Linked DNA regions of Oryctolagus cuniculus: region 1 is linked to region 2. The links are chromatin contacts, called in public Hi-C maps. All regions are on one chromosome and are shown on one strand. The core of a region is the stretch at or near the end of the contact, and the rest is flanking DNA. Distances in the headings are between cores, read along the strand shown. Region 1 overlaps ZNF704 (zinc finger protein 704). Region 2 has its middle 120 kb from the start of ZBTB10.

Region 1 (4,940 bases), core at 1,909-4,408, 74 kb after region 2:
GGCCAGGATCACTGCCCCATGGTCAGATACAGGGAACAGCCCTCCCGTGTTTGGCCTCAAACATCTCTTAAAATGTGACATTCCGGTATTGTTGGTCCTACGTCACCTTCACCAAAATCCTGAAGCAGGTGTGAAAATACCTGTGCGTGTTTTAAAGATGAAGAAGCAGATGAACAGGGAAAGGAAAGAATTTTCTCAGGTGCTCAGGGTGGCAGAGTTGACTTCAGAATGGGCATCTTGGGGTTTCTGACCAGGGTACCCCTCAGAGTAACTTTTCACGATACAGAACAGGGCTTCCAAACGTTTTCTGCCAGTGAGCTGCAGTAAGACAGCAGATGCTCACACAAAAGTGCACAACGGAACTAAAGTGCCAACAGTATTTGCCCTTTATCATGTACAAGTTCCACTCACAAAACTGACTCTCAGTCCACAGGCAGACGGAGGCTTGTGGTTTGGAAAACCTGATCCATAAGGTTCACAAACAGTCCCCATAGGATGTGTGACCTCTGCAACTGCCCACAGTTTCAAATGGACGTCATGGCAAAGCGAACCAACAGGGACACCAGGTAGACCCAGGAAAGCCCACCAGCTGGAACCTACCTAGCTCTTGACACAAGACTTTAAAATGACTGTGTTACAGCTGCTACGTCCTACCACATCTTGAACACAGGCAATGGTGCTTACCTCTTCACACATCAAACTCCGCCCACCCCACAATTCCACATCCTAAAGGTAGCAGAGGCATCACGCTCCCCGCATTAAGCATTTTGCCCAAAGGCTACTCAGTAAATACTGGCTCACTTAACACACGAAAAAATGCATAGCAACAGTGCCACTTTATTTTCATAACTCAAAGGCACTCGAAGTTCCAAAGGCCAAGGCAGCAACTTGGTCTATGTAAGATCTGAGTGTTAAAAATTAGTGGTCACAAGTTTCTTTCTTTTTTTTTTCTTTCTTTTTTGACAGGCAGAGTGGACAGTGAGAGAGAGACAAAGAGAGAAAGGTCTTCGTTTTGCCGTTGGTTCACCTTCCAATGGCCGCCGCCAGTGCGCTGCGGCAGGCGCACCGCGCTGATCTGAAGGCAGGAGCCAGGTGCTTCTCCTGGTCTCCCATGGAGTGCAGGGCCCAAGAACTTGGGCCATCCTTCACTGTACTCTCTGGCCACAGCAGAGAGCTGGCCTGGAAGAGGGGCAACCAGGACAGAATCCGGCGCCCGACCAGGACTAGAACCCGGTGTGTTGGCGCCGCAAGGCGGAGGATTAGCCTATTGAACCACGGCTCCGGCCACAAGTTTCATCCTACTGCGATCACCCAGGGGAAACTCGGAGTTCCAGTGGAGGGAGAAATCAGGAAGAGAAGGATGGGCATCGTTCTCATTCCTGCACTCGCTCCTAGTACGCAGGCAGCATGCTGTGAAGCAGGCCCGTGCCTTCAGACAGATGCCACTTTGCAATGAAGCTTTTCGGTCCTTTTCCTTGGTGACCTAACTGTCCCTTAGGCCTGTTGACCTTCAGTAAGAGTCTGACCAATGCAACTTAATTGTAATGCACGACGCACAGTTGGCTCAGCATTGCAGGTTAGACATATACATTTGGAATGGAAGGCTGTGACAGGTTTCAGGAATGTCCCTTCAAAGCACTAGGGACTCTCTCTGCTGTGAGTCCTGGCCCTAACATTATCAGCCTTTGCTTTATGAGAGTCAGGTGACCCAAGAGGAAAAGGCTGCGCAGCCTGAAGCACCAGGTCCACACTGGTGTCTTGCCTGCAGCTACCCACTGATGTGAGTGGCAGCTTCTGTCCCTGACTGGCCAAGTGAAAATCTAGTATCCCTGGGGACACACAGGGTGCCAGGACAACTCCGGTCCCCTGCAGGAGGGACTGGAGTGAAACAGCAACTCCTCAAGGCCACTGCCAGTGGGAAGGAGAGGGGGCTACATCCGTGTCCTCTTCTTTGGGCAAAAAAGTCAGCCCTTCCTTACGTGGACCCACTCGGGGAACACCTGTACCCCTGCAACCCAGGCGGTGCGGCACTGAGAGACGCAGGGAGGGAAGGTGTTGGATCGAAACCCTCGCTTTGTTCTCTTTGAACAAATTGGGGGAAGAAAAAAAGATTGCGTTGTGGTCCTCAGGGCTCTGCCTTGGAATTCTGCTTGTGAATTAGTCATTCATAACGAAGCTTTCGATACAACACCCAAAAACCATCCCAATAACAGCCTCATATTTACATGGTGCTGTTAAAAATAATGTCAAAATGTTTCCGAGATGCAGGGAAATCAGAAATGCTTTTGAAAACTGCAGTGACCACAATAATTGCAAAGCAGCGGGAGAGAAGATAGGGAATAGGAGCCTTAGGTCCAGGAGGCTCTGGGTTGGAAGGCGGCTCAGGTCCTGCCTCCTTCCATGGTAGGCACGAGGTAAGTGCCCGCTCAGCTTCCTCCTGACAAGATGGGAACAGAACACTTCCCCTACAAGACAGCAGCGAGAATTAAACAAAGGCACAACCTGTTACTTTATTAAGTCAGTTAATCAGATCTCCCTTCCCACTTGTATTTAGTAAGTATGTGCTCTGCGCTGTGTATGCACTTCTGTTTACATGTCAGTTTCACGTATGTTTCACATTCCCTTCCATTAACTTAACTGAAGCCTATGTTTCCTCCCCAGCCTCCAGGGCTGGTTGAAACAGGAAAAGAGAAAAGACATTAACTACATTTCGCATATGAAAAAAAAATAAGTCCCACAGAGAGAGTGAGTTAATTACCCAGCCAAGCCGGAAGTGCTATTTTTTTTTACCTTTCACATTCTGCTAAGTCCTAGATTAGCCGCGTGTAGCCAGAGGATGGGGCATGTCAACTTTGAGGGAACCTGTTCATGTTTTAGTCACTTGTATTTGTCCTCATTCACGACCCTGCGTTCCCAAACTGGGGCAGCACTCAGCGCTCGCGTCCATCACAAGGGGGCGTGGGTGGGCAGTCGCCCCCCAGGAGGAGCCCGGGGTCCGGGGCTCGGCCATGCGAGCGCGGGCGCGGCTGAAACAGAAGACGCGGCGCCCCGACACCAACCTTTCTCTTCCTGGGGATGGGCTCGTCGAAGAGCAGGTTGCCGGCCTCCGCCTCGTCGATGCCGTCGTCCGGAGGCGGCGCGGGGCTGCGGAAGGGCTTGAAGCTGTCAGCCGAGAGCGGCGGCGATGGCGTGGACGGGTTGGACTGGTCGCTGGGGGCGCTCCAGCTCCAGTAGCCGCTGCTGCTGCTGCTGGAGGGCACGCCGCCGCCCTCTTTCCAGGATCCGCTCAGGCCCTCTGCGCGGGACACAGACACAGCGTCAGCGGGCGGGGGGCAGGGGCACCTGCAGCCTCCGCATCCCACTCAGCCTCTGGGAATGCAAGTGGTATTCTAGTTCTACATGGCCTCCCAAGGCACCCTGCAGCGGATGAACGTTTAGATATCCTAGCCAGAGGGTACATCTTCTGATGGGGGCTGCACTGAGATCACTTGTTCCTTGGCATGATAATGAAAAACAAAAAACCAAAAATCAAAACACATAGACGGTCTCGCTCACTCAGTTTGAGGAGCTCTGAATTTATGGACTGCAGCTTTTCTAAGTCAGGGGTATTATTTGCAGTGTTGTTCCAAATTGTTCATATAGTCACTCTCATGCCAATTTCAACTTTTTTTTTTTTTTAAGGGTTTCACATAGGACTGTGAGTGATTCTTGGGATACATTTATAGGAAGTTCCCTTAAGATTTAAAAATGTAAGAGAAATAATTTCCAGATGGCTATCAGAGGCCATTGGCCATGCTGCTGATCAGAACAAATACCCACAACAATACTGTACCTTTAATGAGGGTTTTACACCTTACAAAGCTCATTCGTACACTCTCTAGCATTTTGACAGGCTCTGCCTCTCAGAGTAAAGGTGAGTATTCCCATTTTACAGATGTGGACACTGAGGCAGCGCCTAGTAATTAACCCAGGTCTGTTACAGGTCCTTTTCCCGTAGTGCCCCTGGGCCCTTGGAGGTGAGCATCCTATATCCTCATGGCCACAGGGGATGGGGTATGCATTTCCCACATTAAGTACTGACTGGGGTTGCATTTCACCTTTCCTGTTGGGGTGGAAAACACTGTGCATTGTTTGCTAATGGGGGAGGGACTTCTGCCCAGTTAGAATGTCTTTGGGGGACTTTAGGAATCACTGGAAATTTGCTTTACCTTTCAAGATGCAGAATCTTAATTAGCATTTGCATAAATTCTACTTTCTCATTGGATAATTTTTCCTCCATAATCGTGTACATTTTTATTGTATTAAATGTATTGAATGCATTAAATGAATGTATAAAAACTACAAGGAAGAAAAAAAGCCCCCAAATGCCCTATTAAAAAAATACTGTACTCAGTAATGAAGTAAAGACAAATGGTAGGCTAGAATTCATGGAGAAATGTCTTTTCTATTTTTTAAAAAATGGTTATTTATTTATTTGAAAGGCAGAGCGAGAGAGCGAGAGAAATCTCATAGCAACTGGGAAGAACCAGGCAGATAACACAGTCTGGGTTTCCTAAGTGGGTAGCAGGGACCCACGTACTCCCACCATCACTTGCGGTCTCATAGGGTGTCCATTAGCACCTGGAATTGGAAGTGGAGCCGGGATTTGAACCTAAGCACACTGGTGTGGGATCTGGCCATCACAAGCGGCATCTTGATTGCTATGCCAGTGCCAGGTCTCGTGAAGAAAGTTCTTTCCTCCTCTTTTTTTTTTTTTCCAGGTTTATTTATTTATTTGAAAGTTAGAGTTATATAGAAAGAGAGACAGAGAGAGATCTTCCATGTGCTGGTTCACCCGCCATATGGCTGCAGTAGCCTGGGTTGGGTCAGGCTAAAGCCAGGAGCCAGGAAATTCATCCAAGTCTCCCATGTGCAGGGGCCAAACACTTAGGCCATCTGCT
Region 2 (4,452 bases), core at 139-2,638:
TCTTTCAATACTCTGTTGGGCCGTCACTTGGTGTCTTTGGGTTCTGACGTCATCTTTCACCAGCTCTTCTACCGCATCCAGCTCTCAGGCACCTGTTCATGAGAGAAGTGAGCTCTCTGTGCCTCTACCCAAGTCATTACTGAAAACAGGATCAGGGGAGGGCTAAGGACAGCGACTTTCAGCCCGCTCTGCTATTTCACTTTTTGGAGTCTCCGTGCCCTGTCTACTTGCCTGTGGACATGGGAGCATGGCCGCTGGGGGCACCAAGGAGGGGAAGCAACAGATCGGTGAGTCCCAAGCTTTTGCCCGCATCAGGACCTCCCAGAGGGGTTGTAAGCATAGCCTGCTGTGTGCCGCCCTGAGTTTCTGATTCAGGACGTGCAGCGTGAAGCCCAAGGACTTGCATTTGTGTTTCTCACACTCTCAGGTGGTCCCGATGATTGCGGGACAGCACTCTGACAGCCACGTTAATTGGAAGGTGAACGACAAAAGGGAAAGAGTATTTAAAAGTAGCTTCCATTTTGCCACTGATGAATACGCAAAAGCACTCACTGTTAGCTGTGTCAGGAGAAATTATGAAACAAGAGACCAATAGGCAGACTCATACAGGGCCGAGTAACTGTTGAAGGAATACACAGACCGATCTTGGTATCCGTGTGCTGCCAAGAGTATCTAAGTGTTAGCCCCGGAATCTTCCCCAGGGTTTCTCCCGGCCCAGCAATGTGCTTGGAGAGGGCTCAGTGCACAGTTAACAGTACAAGGGCCGTTAGGGCCAGTGCCTCAGAGAAGGAACAGATGAAGAATTTGGGGACACGGAAGAAAGGGTGGCAGGATTAGGAGCTGTAGCATCCCCAGGCGCTCGGGGAGAAGCCACAGGTAACCGTGGATCAAAGGGAAAACACTCAGCAAAGATGAAAGGCGCGATAATTCTAAGTCAAGAGCGAGAGTTTTAGAATAGAAGTGATAATAACAGACACTTAGCACAAACAGGGCGAGTCCCCGGGCCAGGAGCTCTCCCAAAGCGCCATCCTAGGGGAGCTCGAGTTCTCGCTAAGTGATTTGTACTTTCCCTCTTGGATGTTAAAATCCCGCTTTTCTAACAGAGCGCATCTTCCTGCGGTATTTATTTTTGCTTTTGTCATGTTAAAAGTGGAACCGGAGGAGGTCCGGGAGCCGGGCGCGGAGGGTAAACAAGGCTGACTTTGGAGTGCGAAACCGGCGGCGGGGGAGGCGTGGCGTCGCCGAGGTCACCTTGGGGAGCCGGCTGAGCTGGCCGCGCCTCCTCGAGGAGAAGCGTACCCTGGGATCCGGAGGGCGCGTCCCCGCGGGCGCCCTGCCGCCTGCAAGCTGAGCGCCGGCCCTGCGCGCTCGCCTGCGACTTTCACCTCGCCCGGCTGGAGCGCTGCTCGGTCCCCGGGCGCCGCAGCTTCGAACGGCAGGTGGAGCGGCGCGCGCCGCTGGAGAGCCGCCGCCGACTTTCTCCCCGTCTCTGCACTGCTGTGAGGGCAAAGCCGGCTCGGCCGTGGGAGATGCAAGCCCTGGCGGGGCTTCTGCCCCAGGCGCCGAAGGAGGCTCACCTCCCTGCGGTTTCCCTTCACCCATCAGTTGCGTATAGATAGTAAGTGTGAAGAATCACACGGGGAGGAACTGGGCAAAGCATTCCGACCTTCTTAGGGGGAGAAAAGCCGTATCCTGTAAATACAAAGTGTGACTTGGGTGGAGAAGATGTATTTAAAAACTTGGAGAACGTGGCGGTGTGTGTGTGTGTGTGTGTGTGTGTGTGTGTGTTTGTGTGTGTGTGTGTGTGTGGTGTGCTTGGTTCCCCGGGTTCGTGAAGCTAAGTGGTGAATGACTTGCAGGCAATGGGCAAGAGTTTCCAAGTGGCTGCCAATATGACCAGAGCAAAGGCGTCCCGCCCAGTGTCCCTACTGAGTTCTTGCTGAGGTGCCCTTGAATTGTAAAAATTAACTCCTCTTTTAAGCTCTGCTTTAATGACATTAAAACTCATTGTTGCTGATGTGTTTCAAAATTATTGTGCATAGACAGTTCTAAAGTAACTTTTATGAGATAACATGCATTTAAAAAATTGTGAGGATAGGCCGGTGCCGCAGCTCACTAGGCTAATCCTCCGCCTTGCGGCGCCGGCACACCGGGTTCTAGTCCCGGTCGGGGCAACGGATTCTGTCCCGGTTGCCCCTCTTCCAGGCCAGCTCTCTGCTGTGGCCAGGGAGTGCAGTGGAGGATGGCCCAAGTGCTTGGGCCCTGCACCCCATGGGAGACCAGGATAAGTACCTGGCTCCTGCCATCGGATCAGCGCGGTGCGCCGGCTGTGGCGGCCATTGGAGGGTGAACCAACGGCAAAAGGAAGACCTTTCTCTCTGTCTCTCACTGTCCACTCTGTCAAAAAAAAAAATTGTGAGGATATTTGTGAAGTTAACTCAAGTCGGCCTTGGAAAATAAAGTATTTTTGCATATTATGGGAAAGCTATCCCAGTCAGGTAAATATCTGAAGTACCTTGGGAAATGATGACAGTGTCAAATTTTATGAAAGGTACAGTTTTTAAGTTATAACTGCATAATGAGTATTTAATTTCTTTTAAAGACTTATTTATATATTTGAAAGGCAGAGTTGCAGAGTGGCAGAGGGAGGAGAGAGGAAGGGAGGGAGTGGGAGAGAGAGAGACAGAGAGAGAGAAAGGTCTTCTATACACTGGTTCACTCCCCAGGTGGCCTAAAGGGCTGGAACCCTGTCAATCCGAAGCCAGGAGCCTGGAGCTTCTTCCGATCTCCCACACGGGTGCAGGGGCCCAAGGACTTGGGCCATCTTCTACTGCTTTCCCAGGCCATAGCAGAGAGCTGGATCAGAAGTGGAGCAGCCAGGACTCAAACTGGCGCCCATATGGGATGCCGGCACTGCAGGTGGTGGCTTGACCCACTATGCCACAGCGCTGGCCCTGAATATTTGATTTCAAGAGATGTGCATATATTTATTCTGTCCTCTTTGAAAACACTTCTTAAGAATTTTTTAGCTTTGGTTAAGAAGACGTAACAGCTTTGTAATCATTTTTGGCAGAAGATTTTACCAAACCTCCCACCAGAGGGCAGTATTTAACAAGTATTTGATAAAAATATACATTAACTGTAATTCATAGAAATCACATTTCAAGAGCAATAATATCAGTAGAAAGTAAGTATTTTCTTCCATCAACACAACCAAAGTAAGAAACCCATGGACACTTGGCTTTCTCGTGGAGTAGATAGTTCTTAAAGCAGCATATCCTAGGTTGGGAAGAGTGTTTGCTTTTTAATTTTCAAGATGGAAGAAGTAATCGAAGGAACTGGAAACGATTTAGGTAGTTCTTTACAAGCCCTGGACTGATCCCACTGGCTTGATAGAAAGAAGCTTGGTTGTTTTAACTCAATCGCCAACACATTATTTACCCTCCCTGAGAAACCATCCAAATTTGGCTGCATTCCATATGCTAGAAAAAGCTGGGAGCCGGAGCCAAGGGTAGGTTTGACAGAGGGAGCAGAACAGTGCAAGGAGAGGCTCCTGGGACCCCTTTGCTGCGCCCACAGGCAGCGGCCACCGCAGGTGCTGGGAGCTCCGCCTGACTCAGGGAAGACTCAGTGGACGTTGATTTCTCGTCTAGTCACTTGCTGTGTGGTGACTTCCGGCCTGGTGGTGTTGCTTAACTTCTGTTTGCTGTATTAGAGTTTGAAAAAGAAACAACTGTACGTGGTAAACAAACCATAGAAGATAGTGCGTAATTAAAAATGTTGTTCAGGGGCCGGTGCTGTGGCGTAGCAGGTTAAAGCCCTGGCTTACAGCACCAGCATCCCATTTGGATGCCAGTTCCAGTCCCAGCTGCTCCACTTCTGATCCAACTCCCTGCTAATGCACCTGGGAAAGCAGCGGAGGATGACCCAAGTGCTTGGGCCCCTGCACCAGCGTGGGAGACCTGGAAGAAGCTCTGGGATCCTGGCTTCGGACAGGCTCAGCTCCGGACGTTGTGGCCATTTGAGGAGTGAACCAGTGGATGGAAGATCTCTCTGTCTCTTCCTCTCTCTTTCAAATAAATAAAGTCAATCTTTAAAAAAAATGAAAAATATGTTTTTACTCAGTCTCCAGAGGTAGCCACAGCAATGATTTTTTTTGTATGTCATCCAGAAAATGCTCACACACAGACACGCTTACACGGACACATGTCAAGTCCACACACGTGGTTACACTAATGGGAGCGCACTGCACAGACATTTGCCGGCCCTTTGTTTTTCTTGTTTCAACAACACAACTTGCAAATCTGCCTGCACTCCACTGCTTCACTCTTTGCTTTATTTCCTCAGTGAGGCATTTCTCCAGGGCAGGATGGCAGAACTTCTTTTTTTTTTTTTTTTTTTCTTTTTCCCTTTGCTTCACAGAGTCAGAGAGAGTACTGTTAACATACGAGG

The links. Hi-C and Micro-C count contacts between places; a contact is called where the count stands out from the background.
Region 1: a Hi-C map of an unstated tissue shows a contact between it and region 2, with 5 times the contacts expected there. The contact joins two enhancer-like sites. A contact is called at or near these places in 6 of 6 Hi-C or Micro-C datasets (ear pinna, embryonic fibroblasts, liver and 3 more).

What each region holds. Positions count from the first base shown.
Region 1 is chr6:106,194,338-106,199,277 of mOryCun1.1, forward strand. It overlaps ZNF704 (zinc finger protein 704), which reads right to left. Exons shown (of 9, transcript XM_002710562.5): 4 at 3,060-3,295. Among named protein-coding and RNA genes, the nearest start is that of ZNF704, 190 kb to the right of the region's middle. Within about 2 kb of position 3,159, at least 5 of the 8 cell types and tissues checked have an H3K27ac peak or open chromatin away from gene starts, as enhancers often do.
Region 2 is chr6:106,122,058-106,126,509 of mOryCun1.1, forward strand. No RefSeq gene overlaps it. Among named protein-coding and RNA genes, the nearest start is that of ZBTB10, 120 kb to the left of the region's middle. Within about 2 kb of position 1,389, at least 2 of the 8 cell types and tissues checked have an H3K27ac peak or open chromatin away from gene starts, as enhancers often do.